Regions from separate parts of the Mus musculus genome. Here region 2 is linked to region 1. Evidence: chromatin contacts called from public HiChIP or PLAC-seq data. All regions are on one chromosome and are shown on one strand. The core of a region is the stretch at or near the end of the contact, and the rest is flanking DNA. Distances in the headings are between cores, read along the strand shown. Region 1 overlaps Syne2 (spectrin repeat containing, nuclear envelope 2). Region 2 overlaps Tex21 (testis expressed gene 21).

The links. HiChIP or PLAC-seq counts read pairs in DNA pulled down with a chosen protein or histone mark.
Region 2: a contact with region 1 is called in an H3K27ac HiChIP or PLAC-seq map of embryonic stem cells, with 15 read pairs. The contact joins two enhancer-like sites. A contact is called at or near these places in 2 of 115 datasets of contacts at active chromatin or transcription factors (both in embryonic stem cells) and 1 of 9 other capture datasets (adipose tissue).

The regions. Positions count from the first base shown.
Region 1 is chr12:76,069,890-76,076,696 of GRCm38.p6, reverse strand. It overlaps Syne2 (spectrin repeat containing, nuclear envelope 2), which reads right to left. Exons shown (of 116, transcript NM_001005510.2): 97 at 4,414-4,569; 98 at 2,101-2,259; 99 at 789-955. Among named protein-coding and RNA genes, the nearest start is that of Esr2, 100 kb to the left of the region's middle. Within about 2 kb of position 3,881, at least 82 of the 459 cell types and tissues checked have an H3K27ac peak or open chromatin away from gene starts, as enhancers often do. A contact at or near this core is called in embryonic stem cells, where this site is marked.
Region 2 is chr12:76,212,039-76,219,390 of GRCm38.p6, reverse strand. Tex21 (testis expressed gene 21) reads left to right here. Exons shown (of 10, transcript NM_019784.5): 5 at 2,299-2,428; 6 at 4,673-4,978; 7 at 6,834-7,016. Among named protein-coding and RNA genes, the nearest start is that of Tex21, 31 kb to the left of the region's middle. Within about 2 kb of position 4,125, at least 23 of the 459 cell types and tissues checked have an H3K27ac peak or open chromatin away from gene starts, as enhancers often do. A contact at or near this core is called in embryonic stem cells, where this site is marked.

The sequences.
Region 1 (6,807 bases), core at 2,632-5,131:
TGGCAGACAATCTTCCTAGCTCTCTTTCAGACAAAATTGCACTGGAGAACAGAGCTTTGTGGTCACATCTGAGGATATGCTGACCAGTATTCAAAGTTGTATTCTCCAGTGGGACCAGGGGGGCCCATCAAGGACCTGGTTACACTGGGCCCAGCTGTTACTACACAGAGTGTAGTGCTGGAACAGGCAGGCGTAATTTCATGGGGGACACATTAATTCTAGCATGGGGTGAGTTTCTGAAGGAGAACTCTCCTTTAGGATCTCTTTCGAACTAAGTTTCCAACTCTGGTTTAAAACAACTCCAGCTGGGCACAGTGGCAAGTGCTTGTAGCTCTGGCTACTCGGGAGGCAGAGGAAAAAAGATTGGTTCAAGGCCAGCCTGGGGAACTTAGCCAGACCCCACACTCAACAATAACAATATCAGCAGCAGCAGCAATCAAACAATAACTTGGTAGTAGAATACTTGCCTAGCATGTGAGACCGAGTTTAATCCTTTGCATCACAAACAACACACACACACACACACACACACACACACTCACACACATATTCACACACGTACATGTACACACATACACACATATTCACACACATACATGCACATACACACACACAAATATCATTTCCATTTATTGTTCAAATTAGAATTTCTCCTCATCTCCCCTCAACTGCAAATCTGTATGCTTATAACCTGCCCGGCTACCACACGGGAAGACTAGGCTCAGTTTCACCAGGTCTGTGAGGAGATCGCTAGGAGTAAATACAAATTATCTTAGGCCAGTCCTTACCTTGATCCGATGACGTCAAAGAGATGCTGCCAGCGGTCGTTGATCTTGCTGAGCTTCTCCTCCAGCTCAGCCGCCTTGGCCTTGCTGCTGGCCTTGATCAGCTGGTCGCCCATCTGCTTCAGCTGCAGTTTGTTTTCTGTGAATAAGCTGATTTCTTCCATACAGTCCTGACAGGTACCAAAGCACAGGGCCCGAGCCGTCACCACCAGGCTGGTCCCTCTCCAGCCCAGGGCACAGTTCTCTCTTAACACACCTTTTTGTTTGTTTTTATTTTATCAGACAGGGTCTCATGGTGTAGTCTAGGCTGAAACTGAACTCCAGGCAATCCTCCTGCCTCAGGCACCCTGGTGATGGGATGGCTAGCACATACTACCATGTTGCTTACATTAGCTTATTTATGTATTTTATGTACCGTGGTGTTTTTCTTGCAGTGTGTCTGTGTGAGGGTGACAGATCCCCTAGGACAGGAGTTACAGACAGTTGTGAGCTGCCATGTGGATCCTAGGAATTCAAACTGGGTCCTTCGGAAGAAACGCCAGGGCTTTTAACCATTGAGGCATCTTTCCAGACCTGTCTACATTGGTTTAAATTGGAAAACAAAAACCTTATACTTGTCAACAGTTCTTCAAGGGATGGCTGTACCAGCCGGGTGACTATGAAGTGTTTAACGCAGCAATGACTTCCTCTGACTATGTAGCCCAGGCCTGCAGCTCCTGAGTGCTGGTGTAGGCGTGCGTTTCCATTCCAGGGTGTAGGTATGGTTTTTTTCTTTATCCTTGCAGTGCCAAGGATTGAACTCGGGGCTTCATGCATGGAAGGCAAGAACTCTACCACCTGGGCTATATCCCAGCCCCCTCAGGCTCTTTCTTAATGAACAACCGTTCAGTTGCACGTCACAGATGTGGAGCTGAGGCTAGACAGAGCTGACCGAGTCGGCCTGAGGTCAGTTTTCCCAGGGATTATGGAGAGGTGTTTTGGGTGACTGTACAATGATGCTCCACTGACCTCTTCCGTAAGCCTCATTGCTGCAGGCGTCCTCTTGACTTGGGTTCTACTTAACACTCACTAGATCCCATCACTGGCTAGTCTTCCTGACTGACTGAAGGGAAGCAGCCCTCCTCAGCACTGTATCCACCTATGACAAGCTCATGCTTTCGCTCTCTCCCATGCCCTCCTTCAGAAAACTCAAAAACAGTCCCTTGAAAGATGTACACTGCCATTAGAAACACCAGGGACACGGCAGGTCCTGGAGCCCTGTGGAAGCCCACAGCCCTCCTCCATTGCATCCACAGGGAACCCCGCCCCCACTCACTTTCTGTAGCTTTTCGATCATTTCTTCAATGCTGACATCTGCTGTCTGTAGAACTTTGTTTTCCATCTGGACCAGCCAAGCACACAGTTCTTTATTTTTCTCATTGAACACGATCCACGAATTGAGTCTGTCTTCAATCTCCTGCTTGCGGATAGCCACCTAGGTAATGACATGCACGGGGCAGCTGAGGATAGCAGGGAAGGAAAATCCCTTGGCTCTCAACACCCGAGAGCACCCCCACTCTAGCCCCCCACCTCACACACCTTTCACACACACAGACACACACAAAGGCCATTCACTTTGGTCAGTGCTTCTGAAACCTGTTTCCTTTTCTTAAAACTTCAGACTTAACATTAACAAAAGTTTTTTCCACCCGTGATGACCACCATAAAAACTAACAAAAGGCAAAATGACGGTGCTCTGTCCTCTGTATTGATCGCCATGAAGCCCAAGGCAGAAAGGTTAAGGTGAGTACAGAGTCAATCAAGGCTCTGCTTCGGTTTTTGTTTCCCTTGTTCTTTCAGTATTTACATCTACTGTTCCCTCCACGAGAATTTCTAACTTTTGTGGCCTAAAGCTTTTCCCTTTCGGAAACTCATCAAGTCTTTATATCCAGCAGGCAGTGTCCTGCTTACTTATTTTGAAGATTAACTTATTTAAATCCAGATCACAAAGTTAAAAAAAAAAAAAAAGAAAAGAAAAAACACCCAGCCATTCATTAGTAATGCAAATGAACTACCTTAAAAGTAGTAAAAAGTTTGGTTTTTTTTTTTTTTTGAGAATTTAAACAAAACAAAATAAAACAAACAGAAACACCAAATCCCCAAACAATTCATTTAATTTATCTTGTCATTACACACTGTAGTTTTTGTCTGGAAACCATGAAAATGTCAGCAAACATTGGTCTGGAGCGAGCAGGCTGACCCCCAAAAGCCCAGTGCTCTATTGTACTAACATCAGGCACGGGGCTTCCCGGCTCCTTAGAGGGCTACGGGTTAGCAATTAAACTCACATCTAGATAATTTGAACCAGCCTTTCTAAAAGTTCATCTAATTCTCAGTTTCTGAGAAGTCACTGAAATCTTAAACGGGGTAGTGTAATATGGGGTAGCTAAGAGTTCTTCAGTAGTTTTAGCACCACATTTTATAGAAAGGGGAAGAGACGGCTGCACTCTCCTGAGATTTTTTTTTTCCCTCACCACGTACAAAAGAACTTCTGCTCTTCCCTGAGTGAGGTCAAGATACCAAATGCTCCAGTGTCCCGCCCAGCCAGATGCATTTAAAAGGCCCGAAATCTATCCCTAGAAAAACAAGCATTTTGCTCCCATTCCTCCAGAAATCTGTTTATTTTGGCTTTTAAAACTCCTGGCATGTGTGCCAGGATTGAGTCCACGGTGGGAACAATCGGGACCATCTGGGTGCGCTCTTTGAGTCCTAACTCTCTCAAGACTTCTCACAGATCCGGAGTGCTTTCATTTACAGAAAACAGGAATTAGAACAATTTAAAAGACACTTAGAGTACATTGTAACTACTAAGAACCAAGGTTCTGTAAAGTATACTATTTACTTCAAAGTGTAACTAAAAGTGTCTTTAGAAAACAGGTATTTACAAATGTCAAAAATTCATTGATACAAAAAAAAAATGAGATTAAGGCATTAACTTTTCCTGAGAATTTTATATCCTTAAGGGTCTTTAAGATTAACTGAACCCTTTAACTCCACCGTGATATCCTGTCATAGTCTGGAACTGTGCAATCGGCTAAACACAATTCCATTCTTATCCAGTACAAGTGATCTGGTAAGGCCATTAGGCTCTAATCACTCCAGAGTGTAAAAGGCTCTTAGAACTGAATATCTGAATGCAGCGGAAGCCTGGTTCTCTGATAGATAACTGCCTCCATGCCTGTGGGCATCAAGGCTGCGGTGTGGCAGAGGAGAAATACACAGGGGGGTCAGAGAGATCTCTCCTAACACGCAGATTGGTACTTCCCTAAGCAAGCCATGGAGCAGAATCTTCACAAGCATGGCCCTTGCTGCCATCCCAGCTTAAGGTGATCTTAAACCAAACCAAACCAACCCAACCCACCAGCCAAAACGAACTCAGTGGAAGTGTACAAAGTTACACAGTGAACTCTGTTAAAACAAAGAGGTCAATCTGTTAAAACCGGTTGCTGCCTCCTAAAGGACCAGCAGAGAGGCACAGGGGTCCCAGGATCCAAGGGCTCCTGCTTCAGCGAAGTCAGGATCCCTTCCTTTGGCCTTGGGACGCTTCAATCAACCCCCCCACAGCCCCGAAGGCGGCTGACTGACTTACTCTTAGGCAGAGGTCCTCCCATTGTCTGTGCAAAAGCTGGATCTGCTCCTTCAGAACCGTCACGTCCTCCGCCAGGATGTGCTGGCTCAAGTCGGCCTTCATAGTCTGAAGTTCTTTCAAGCTGTGCGTCCAGTTAGCCAGAGACTTCTCTACTTCCTGCATTTAAATGCGAGGAGAAAGGGAAAAATGCCTTCAACTCCAGCTGCTGTTGTTTCCAAACCTGTAGGCTAATCCTTTGATTAGACTCTGGGGGAGGGGAGCCTGGGAAGGGGAGGGACCTTCGGAATGAGAAACAGCCGCTCCCGCAGCCCTGCCTGGCTGCCTCCAGTCACCTTTCTCTCAAGGGGACAGACAGTCTTTGCTCCCTTCCAGCTCCTTCCCTCAGGTAGCTGGAGTTTAATAAAGTGTTTCTATTGAAAAACCATCCAGGACCTTTACCAGTCTTTGTTTGTTTGTTTTTTTGGTTTTTCAAGACAGGGTTTCTCTGTGTAGCCCTGGCTGTCCTGGAACTCACTTTGTAGACCAGGCTGGCCTCGAACTCAGAAATCCGCCTGCCTCTGCCTCCCAAGTGCTGGGATTAAAGGCGTGTGCCACCACCGCCCGGCTTCAATGAGTTTTTAAAATGAAGTCCTTTTCTGATCCAATGAAAGGTAGCATTTAATAAATGACAATCCTTTCCGCTGCAGAGGGAAGTGAAGGGACCAGCCCAGACACCCCGAGTCTGTTAGGTTTTAGTTGTGTTTAGGGTTCTTTATGTATGGCTCATTTTCCAGGCCTTCAGATGAAATCTGAAAGAAGATTTTGTGTCATTTACTCCAGAGATCAGTCCGAAGAGCGGCTACAGTAACGAGGCACTAATTCCCATTGATAGTTTTCCAGTGTTCTAAAAGCTAGAGTGGTGTAGTCTCTTAACTTGCTAAATTCTCTATGTTTCTCATAAAAATGGTCCAGAGGAAACTTTCAAAGTCTGCATAAAAATGGCCAGGCACAGTGATGTACACCTTTAATCCCAAACAGTCAACCACAGAGCTATACCCCCAGCCTGGGACCTCTGCTTTATAGTCTCATTGCTCCTCTCTTTTCTCCCTACAGTACACATACACACCCCACACACATGCATACAGTGTAGCTATGTGGTTAGCATGTATCTCCCCAACAGACTGTACTGACAGACTGGCAGGGACCGGAACAACACTGCTTCTGAAATACACCCTTCTCTTCTCAAGTTGCTTTGTGTCATGGTGTTTTATCATGGCACCTGCCACACGCCTGGTGCATACTGAATCGTTAGATATGATGAGTTATATGTATGAATGAAAAGAAAGGAAAAGGAAAGCAGCTTGTCTAGTTTGTACCAATAACTCTTTTTGGTCGTTGTTTATCTGTTTGGTTTTGCAGTAGTGGGGACTGAACTCAGGGCTTCGTGCAAGTTGGGCAAATGACTTACTATGAAGTACTGAATGGCCTGGTACTCGATATGTTGTTTAGGCTGGGTTCCAACTTACAGTCCTGCCTCAGCTTCCTAAACTGGGATTAGGGGTTTTATACAACCACACAGGGCTAAGAGCTTTAAAATGTTCTTAAGTGTTAAGAGAAAGACAAAGAAGTCAAATAATACGCAGGGAGGTGTAGTATGTGAGCTAATTACAGCCAATGATCACTTCTGTAGAAACATTCCAGGAACCACGCCTCGGATCTGGGAGTGTATCTCAAGGGTGGAGACTTGCCTAGCACACAACAACACACAACCGGCTCTGGGTTCCTTCCCTTGGAACCATCCATCCGCCCAACCAAAGAATGCTACAGCCTTTAAGTTAAAATGCCCCTGATTTACTAGAAAATGATGGCAAAAGAGAATAAGTCAGCCAGATATAGTTTCCTTTATCTTTAATCTGATAAATGGTCTGTATTGCAAAATTACCTGTAAAATCCCAGTTACCATATATAGAGCATGATATAAAACTTCAAGTTGTTTATATTTAGCAGCGCATTACCAGACTCTAGCTGGATTCCCTACAGCAACAGGCAGCACAAGCCTTGCCCTGTTCTTCTGCGCTACCATTTGAACTAAAGGGGAAGGATAGATACTGTGCAAGAGTGAGGGTCTGAGTTGGAGCCTCAACTCCCATGTGAAAAAGCCAGGCATGGTAGTGCATGCCTCCCAGCACAGGGAGATGAAGACAGGAGGATCCCTGAGCCTGCTAGCCAGCAAGCCTAGTTAAATCAGTGAACTGCAGGTTCAGTGAGAGATCCTGTCTCAAGCAAATCAAGTGGAGAGCAATGGAAGATGACACTGGACACTGACCTCTGGTCTTCATGTATACATGCATGTCAGGGCATGCACACATACATGGATGTATATACATACATGCACAGAAAGGGAACAAAAGATGA
Region 2 (7,352 bases), core at 2,876-5,375, 140 kb before region 1:
ACACACACCCTTTTTCCTAAGCAGTATACTAGCCACCTTAAAGCATAGACACACTAGTGGTTGACCAACCATCAGCACTACCTAGTTTTAGAACCCTTCCATCACCTCCAATGGAGATTCCACACCCATGGAAGCCATGCTTCTCCAGCATCTGGAAACCACTGCTCCCCCTTCCCCATAGACGCTCCAATTCTAGACATCCAGTGTGAGTATAAAATATGTGACCTCTTGGTTTCCTTTCCTTTCCCTTACCACTGAAAGGACAATATAAACCCCATTTGTCCCCATTTAAGGGCCCCATTTGTTTGTATTTTGAGGACCAGGCCTGATTTCAAAAGTGACCGTATTGTACCAGCTTCAGGAATAGACCATAAGTCCCAGAAACTAGATCATAAGCTCTGTGAACAGACATAAAATCCAGAAAAAGATCATAAAACCCTCTCCCAAGAACAGTCTAAGGATAATCACAAAAATTGGAAAATATCTATCTTATCTCAGAATGGGACATTTGCTCTGGGCAGCCCTATCTCATCCCATGGTTGAACGTTCATGACATAGTAGTGTAGACCACTGGTCAACTGTGACCCTCTTGTACCCACCAGTGAAATTTTAGATTACCTAATCCTTCCAGACAGTTCCCCTGGTTCCCTATAAGAAGGACTTGTATGCCTTTATCTGGGGTTGCCATTTCAAAGACTGGTTGACCCCTGCATGCTGGTTGTTCCTGCAGAATAAATGTTCTTTATTTTCCATATTATCTGAGTCTGGGGTCTTCCTTCAGCAATTTTTGGACCCTTACACCACAATGTTCTCAGGACTCTCCTGGATTGTAGCATTAATCAGTACCCTAGCTCCTCTTACACTGAACTATATGTCTTGGGCATTGAAAGACATGTGGTTTAGTTCTAGGGGCCTTTCTGCTTTATGACATATCCTGCTATAAGCATCCTTGTACAGACTTCTACATAATTCTTCCCCTCAGGTATTGTTGGGCTATATAGCAATTGTTTAATTTTTTTGATGTTACTTGCTTTGTTGGTTTGCATTGAGATGGGATCTCATTATAGTTCAGGTTGGCCTCTAATCCTGTCTCCTGGAATGTGGCTTTGTACTGTAATTCTCTTACCTCCCACATGCTGGGATTACATGTATCCACATCTAGTTTCTTTGAAGTTATTTTTAAGGCATTTCCAAATTGCTTTCCAACAGAGGCAGCTGCACTTTTTACATCCTCAAGCAGGGTCACAGTGTACGCATAGTCTTACCAACATGAGGAAGTTGGATCTCCTGGAGCCAGCCAGTTTCAGATGGTTGTGAGCCACCCAATGTGGGTGCTGTGAATTGGGCCCAGTCCTCTGCCAGAGCGTTAAGTATAGCCACCGAGCTCCCTCTCAAACTCTCTGGCCCTCTCCCCATTTTATATAGGGTCTCACTATATAGCCTAGGAAGTTGCCATGTAGACCAGGCTGGCCTTGAAGTCAATAGAGGTCCATTAGCCCATCTCTCAGCAGTTTAAAATATTGAACTGCTTGTCAACTTGACATAAACTTAGATGTATCTGGGAAGAGGGAATCTTAATTGAGAAAATACCTTCATCAGATGGGCCTGTAGGCAAGCCTGTGGGGCATTTTCTTCATTGATGATTGACGTGGGAGTGCACGGCCCACTGTGGGCAGTTTCACACCCCTGGGCCACCAGTCTTGGGGATAAGAAAGCAAGCTAAGCAAGCCATGGAGAGCAAGCCAGTAAGCAAGCAGCACTCCTCTAGGGCCTCGGTTTCAGGCCCTGCCTCTAGGTTCCTGCCTTGGTTCCTCCCTGCCTTGCCTTGATGATACCCTCTGACATGGAAATGTAAGTCAGAAAAGCCCTTTCTCCCCATTTGCTTTTGGTTGTAGCCTTTAGCAATAGAAGGGGAATGATAGGCGTTCTCATCTGACATTTATTATTTCTGTAGGAAAGCAAGCCAACTGCCTCTCTGCTCTTTGAAGCTAACTCATGCCTGTCTTCTTGCTGTTTTTAATTGGTAGCAGCTTGACTGTGATGTGGCTATATTTTTAATGTATTTTAAATATGAAATTTAAAAAAAAAAGTAGAGATGGGCTTTGAACCCAGTACTCGAGAAACTGAGGCAGGGAGATATTTTTGAGTTTGAGGTCTTCCAGGACTGCAAAAATAAGTTCGGTAATAGACAGGGATGTTACACAGAGAAAGCCTGTCTCAAAAAGTAATTATTTTAGTCATATTAAAAATCGGTTGAGTTGGCTTCTTTATGTTGTTGACCATTGTTGTTCTACCCAGGGAACATCTGGTGGGAAGAGAGGAGATTAAGGCGGAGCTTCTGGAGAAGAGGCGGTCCTGCCCCAGCAGCTTCTCGCCCTATATGAATCTGAAAGGACCGGAAGATTCCTTGGATATTTTCCCAGTGAAGGTGAGAGTCAGTTTAGACTGTGTGTCCGTCCCCTCCCCCCCAGGAAAAGGCTAGTATCCGGTAGGGTGCCAGTCCTCTTGTGGATGGAAGATCCAAAGCGTGGAGGAAGCCATCGGGACTGCCAGGAGAACTGCAGGGTCTCCGTGATTTTACAGGAAGGTTTGGAGGCAAGGAATGAGGCCATGAGCGGACTACGGGGAGGTGTGTTGAGGAAGTGAGAGGTTGGAGTCTTCTTGTCCAGACTGGCTTCTGCTGCTGAACACACCGGGCTTCCTGTCCCTGGATGTAGACCAGACTTGACCAGTCATCAGCTCTGGCCATTGATGTCTAGCTCTGTGGATCTTCCAGAAGGAAGTGCACTGGGGAGAAGGCAGACCATTAGCAGTGGAGCTGTGAAAGTTTATTGTGAGCTCCTCAGATTATCACAAGTTACTATGTAAAACCAGGACCTGTGTGGCTCAGTTAATGTGGGAGATCCTATTTGGAAAAACAACAACAACAACAACAACAACAACAAATCCCCAAGGGCTAAAGAGATGGTCCAGCAGTTAAGAAAGCTTGCCGTGTAAGCAGGAGACCAGTGTGGGGATCCTAACTTCCGTGTAACAAGCAGGCATGGTCAGGCATGCCTAGATCCCCAGCACAGAAAAGGCTAAGTCTGGTGGTTTTCTGGCTCCCAGATTCAGTGTATATCCTTTCTCAAAGGAGTAAAGCAGAGAGTGTTAGCGAAGCACACCTGTCACCTTCTGGCACACACACACACACACACACAGCCATGCACATCTGCATAAACATACCCCAGTCTCAAATAGTGTGTAAACACAAAGGGTGTTTTATTCTGCAGAAGTCCAGCATGTTGGGGTCTCCCATTAGCAAGATAGAGAGACCCTCAAGTGAGCTCACAGGCTCAATTTAAAGCACATTAGGGGGATTTCGGGCTTGGTGACCTTATCCTGTTCTATCTCCTAAGAGACATTCCAAAACCATTATCTGGGCATTGGGGCTGGACTCTTTGCAACAGAAATAGGCCAAGAGGAAGAGATGTGACTTCTTTCGCTTATATTATTGAGGTTGTTACATTTGTTAAGCATTGATTCTTTCTTTCTTGTAGTATTAGGGGTTGAATTTAGGGCCTCTAGAAGGTTAGGTAAGCACCCACACTACCACTGAGCTACAGTTTCAGCCCTACATGAGTATAAGTCTTCATGAAAACATGTTTCCTTGACAGCTCTTTACCTAATGGCTTCAATATTCACTGATGATCCTTGCCCAAATCAGTTATTTCATTAGGAATTACAAAATAATCATTTCCAGCTGGGCATGGTGGCATATGGCTGTAATTCCAGCCCTAGGGAAGAATTTCTAGCTTGGACTATACAGCAAGACCCTCTTGATAGATTATTTCAACACCACCAGTGAAATAAGCCAGTTCAAGCCCAGTTAGATTAGATTAAAGCCAGGTTCATCGGGAAGCTGCTCTTAGGCAGCCGAGTTCACAGGCCAGGGAAGTCACCATGGGGAAAAGGGTGGGGAGGGAGAGAGAGAGAAAAAAAGGGGATACACGCAGAGAGAGAAGAGGAGTCTCTGGGGGAAGGGTAGCCCAGCCCCTGGACCGGAAAGTCAAGATTGGGGGCAGGGTATGCCAAATAGGGACTGAGGGATGCTGGGAGAACCTGGAGTCCAGGTCTGCTTTGATATGTAAAATATGTGCTTCAGTCCTCTGATTGGACCTAAACCAAACACCTCTCTCACCCCTCCTTACTCCCCTCCACCCCGGCTAAAAAACAAAACCAAAACCAAACCCAAATCAAAACACACACACACACACACACAAAGAGCCAGTGTGCAGGCTCAGCAGGTAAAGGCACATTTTGTGGAAGTCTGATTGATAAAAGGAGAGAAGAGATTCCTGCAGGTTGTCTCTGATCTCCATATGTTTACAGTGGCACAGGCCGCCTCCCTCACGACAATAACAAAGATAATTAGACATAATAAAATACAATGATAACTTTTAAAATTCCTTGAGTGTTCTGTAGCGTTTGCTCTCACGAGGGCTGTTTTGGTTCCTCCTTCTTGCCGTTTTAAGTCAGTGCCCTTGTTTCTTATGAGATGCTAATGTTTCAAGTTAGGACCCTTTCTCCTGAGGTGGTGAGTTCATACTGAGTTCACAGTTCATAAGAAGTGACATAGATCTTTCCATATTGTTTCAAGCGGGAAGTTTAATCCTTGTGTTGGTACATTCAGGACAATGATGAAGTCTACAATTTGAAGAGAGGCAGTGTTGTTTACTCTGAGGGACCAATTGATGGGCAAACTACTGGTGATAAATGTCAGCAAGATTTGATCCACCAAGAAAAGCTAACGTCTGAGTTGGACAGAGCTCCGTTTTCCTGCGGCTGGGAAACCACACCTGAGCAATCCCATCACCAGGATTTCCTCGGTCAGTTGGCCACTCTCCTGAGTGACAGCATCGGCCCTATACTAGCCACAGAGGAAGCGGTGAAAGAGAGGATCCAGGAAATGGGTGCAAATGAACAGTCGTGGAAATGCGTGAGTGTGCTCCGAAAAATTATCCTTTCCAATTTAATTCTCTTTTTCTTTTTCCTTTTTTGTTCCTTTCTTTTTTCTTCTCTTCCTCTCTGTCTCTGTCTGTCTCTCTCTGTTTTTTTGGTTTTTTTTTTTTTTTTTTTTTCAAGACAGGGTTTCTCTAGGTAGCCCTGGCTGTCCTGCAACTTGCTCTGTGGACCAGGCTGGCCTCAGACTCACAGAGCTCCTTCTGCTGGTATTGAGGACACACACCACTATTGTCTGGCTGAATATTTTTTTAAAAAATGTATGTGCTTGTGGGAGTGCACCTAAACATGTGCATATGCATACATATGTGTACCAGTGCATGTGGGGGTCAGAGGCGGACCTGGGCTTGTTCCTGACCAGTGGGGTCTAGGGATCTGCCTGCCTCTAGTACCTGATTTGCAGATGTACACGAGCTTTTCATATGAGAGATGAGTATTGCCACTTGGATCCTTATGCCTGCACATTTTACCCTGTGAGTCTTCTCAGAACCCCAGTTTTATTAGTTTAATATGTAGATTTTGACATTAGCCAACTAGTAAGCTCTTTGGCTTCATTTGTAATTTTTCCAAGACAAGATTCCTATGCGGAGCTCCAGCTGTCCTGAAATTCACTTTGTAGACCAAGCTGGCCTCGAACTCAGAAATCCGCCTGCCTCTGCCTCCTGAGTGCTGGGATTAAAGGTGTGTGCCACCACTGCCTGACTCGTCATTTGTAATTTTTTAAAGATTGTTTTTATTATTTTATTTTTGTTTATGTGCATGTGTCTATGTGAATATATGCTACTTGTGTGCATGCCTACAGAGTCCAGAGAATGGCTCCACCATCTGCAAGCTGTGTGTTCTTGGGAAGGTTATTTATGTCCACTGTGTTAGTTGCATTTGTAAACTGGAGTTAAGAGATGTCACTCCTACTTTTTAGCATGGTTGCAAAGCTTAAATGGGCTAGCACATGATAAATGCTTAGTACAGTTTAGTATACATTCAATAAATATTAACCTAATTAGCACTATATTAGTTAGGCATGATAGCACATGCCTATAATCCAAGGTGAGGATAAGAGTATGAGTTGTAGGGTAGCCTGGGCTACATATGAAGACCCTGTCACAAAGAACAACAACAAAATTGTTAAACAACTTTATTTCATGTTATGAATATATCTTATCCTTGTGTGCTAAGATTTTTTCTACTTATTTCTTTTCTGTTTTCTAAAAGGCTGATTTATTATATATATATATAAGTACACTGTGGCTGTCTTCAGACACACCAGAAGAGGGAATCAGATCCCATTACAGATGGTTGTGAGCCACCATGTGGTTGCTGGGAATTGAACTCAGGACTTCTGGAAAAGCAGTCAGTGTTCTTAACCGCTGAGCCATCTCTCCAGCCCCTACTTATTTCTTAAAATGACAAATATATCCAGATGTATGATCCTTAACTAGTATTTGGGAAGCTGAGGCAGGAGAAATGCTGTGAGTTCAAGGACTATCCTAGCTAACAGAACAAGCTGTTGGCTCAAAAATCTAAACAGCCAATGCTATAGAGATGGCTCAGTGATTAAGAGCACTTTCTGCTCTTGCAGAGGACCCAGTTTCGATTTCTAGCACCCACATGGTAGTTACTATCTGTAACTCCAATTCCAAGGGATCCGATGTCTCTTCTGGTCTCCTTGGACACTGGGCATGTATGTGACGGTGGTACACAGACATACATGTAGGCAAACACCCACACACCCAATAAAAAAGTACATGTCAGCTCTACTCATCTACCCAGTGATGGTGAGGGAAGCGTGAATGGCACGTTGGGAAGCATTTACTTAATGTCGTGTGTTGCAGAAGGCTGAAGCCCTGCAGCAGGAAATCCAGACGCTCACCAAGAGACTTGAGCAGCTCTACCGCCTTTATGAAGAAGCCCAGACTGAAGAAAATTACACGGAACAGGAAAGACCCTTGGGACCCCTGGAAGGAAAGGTTGCTGTCAGCTGCTCTCTGAGGAACTTAGATGTGGGCAGGAAGAAAGTAAGAGATTCTTCCCGAAGGCCGCATGTTTCTCTGAGAAGGATCACATTTTGGGTTGTGTTCTCAATAGCTTTAACATTACTAAAGCTGCTTGTACTAGTTATATATTTCGTGTGTGTGTGTGTGTGTGTGTGTGTGTGTGTGTGTGTGTATGGTGTGTGTGTGTGTGTGTGGGTGTATGGTGTATGTGTGTGTATGGTGTGTATGTGTGTATGTATGGTATGTGTGTGTGTATGATGTGGTGTGTGTATGGCATGTGTGTGTGTATGATGTATGTATGATGTGTTGTGTGTGTATGATATGTGTGTGTGTATGGTGTGTATGTGTGTATGTATG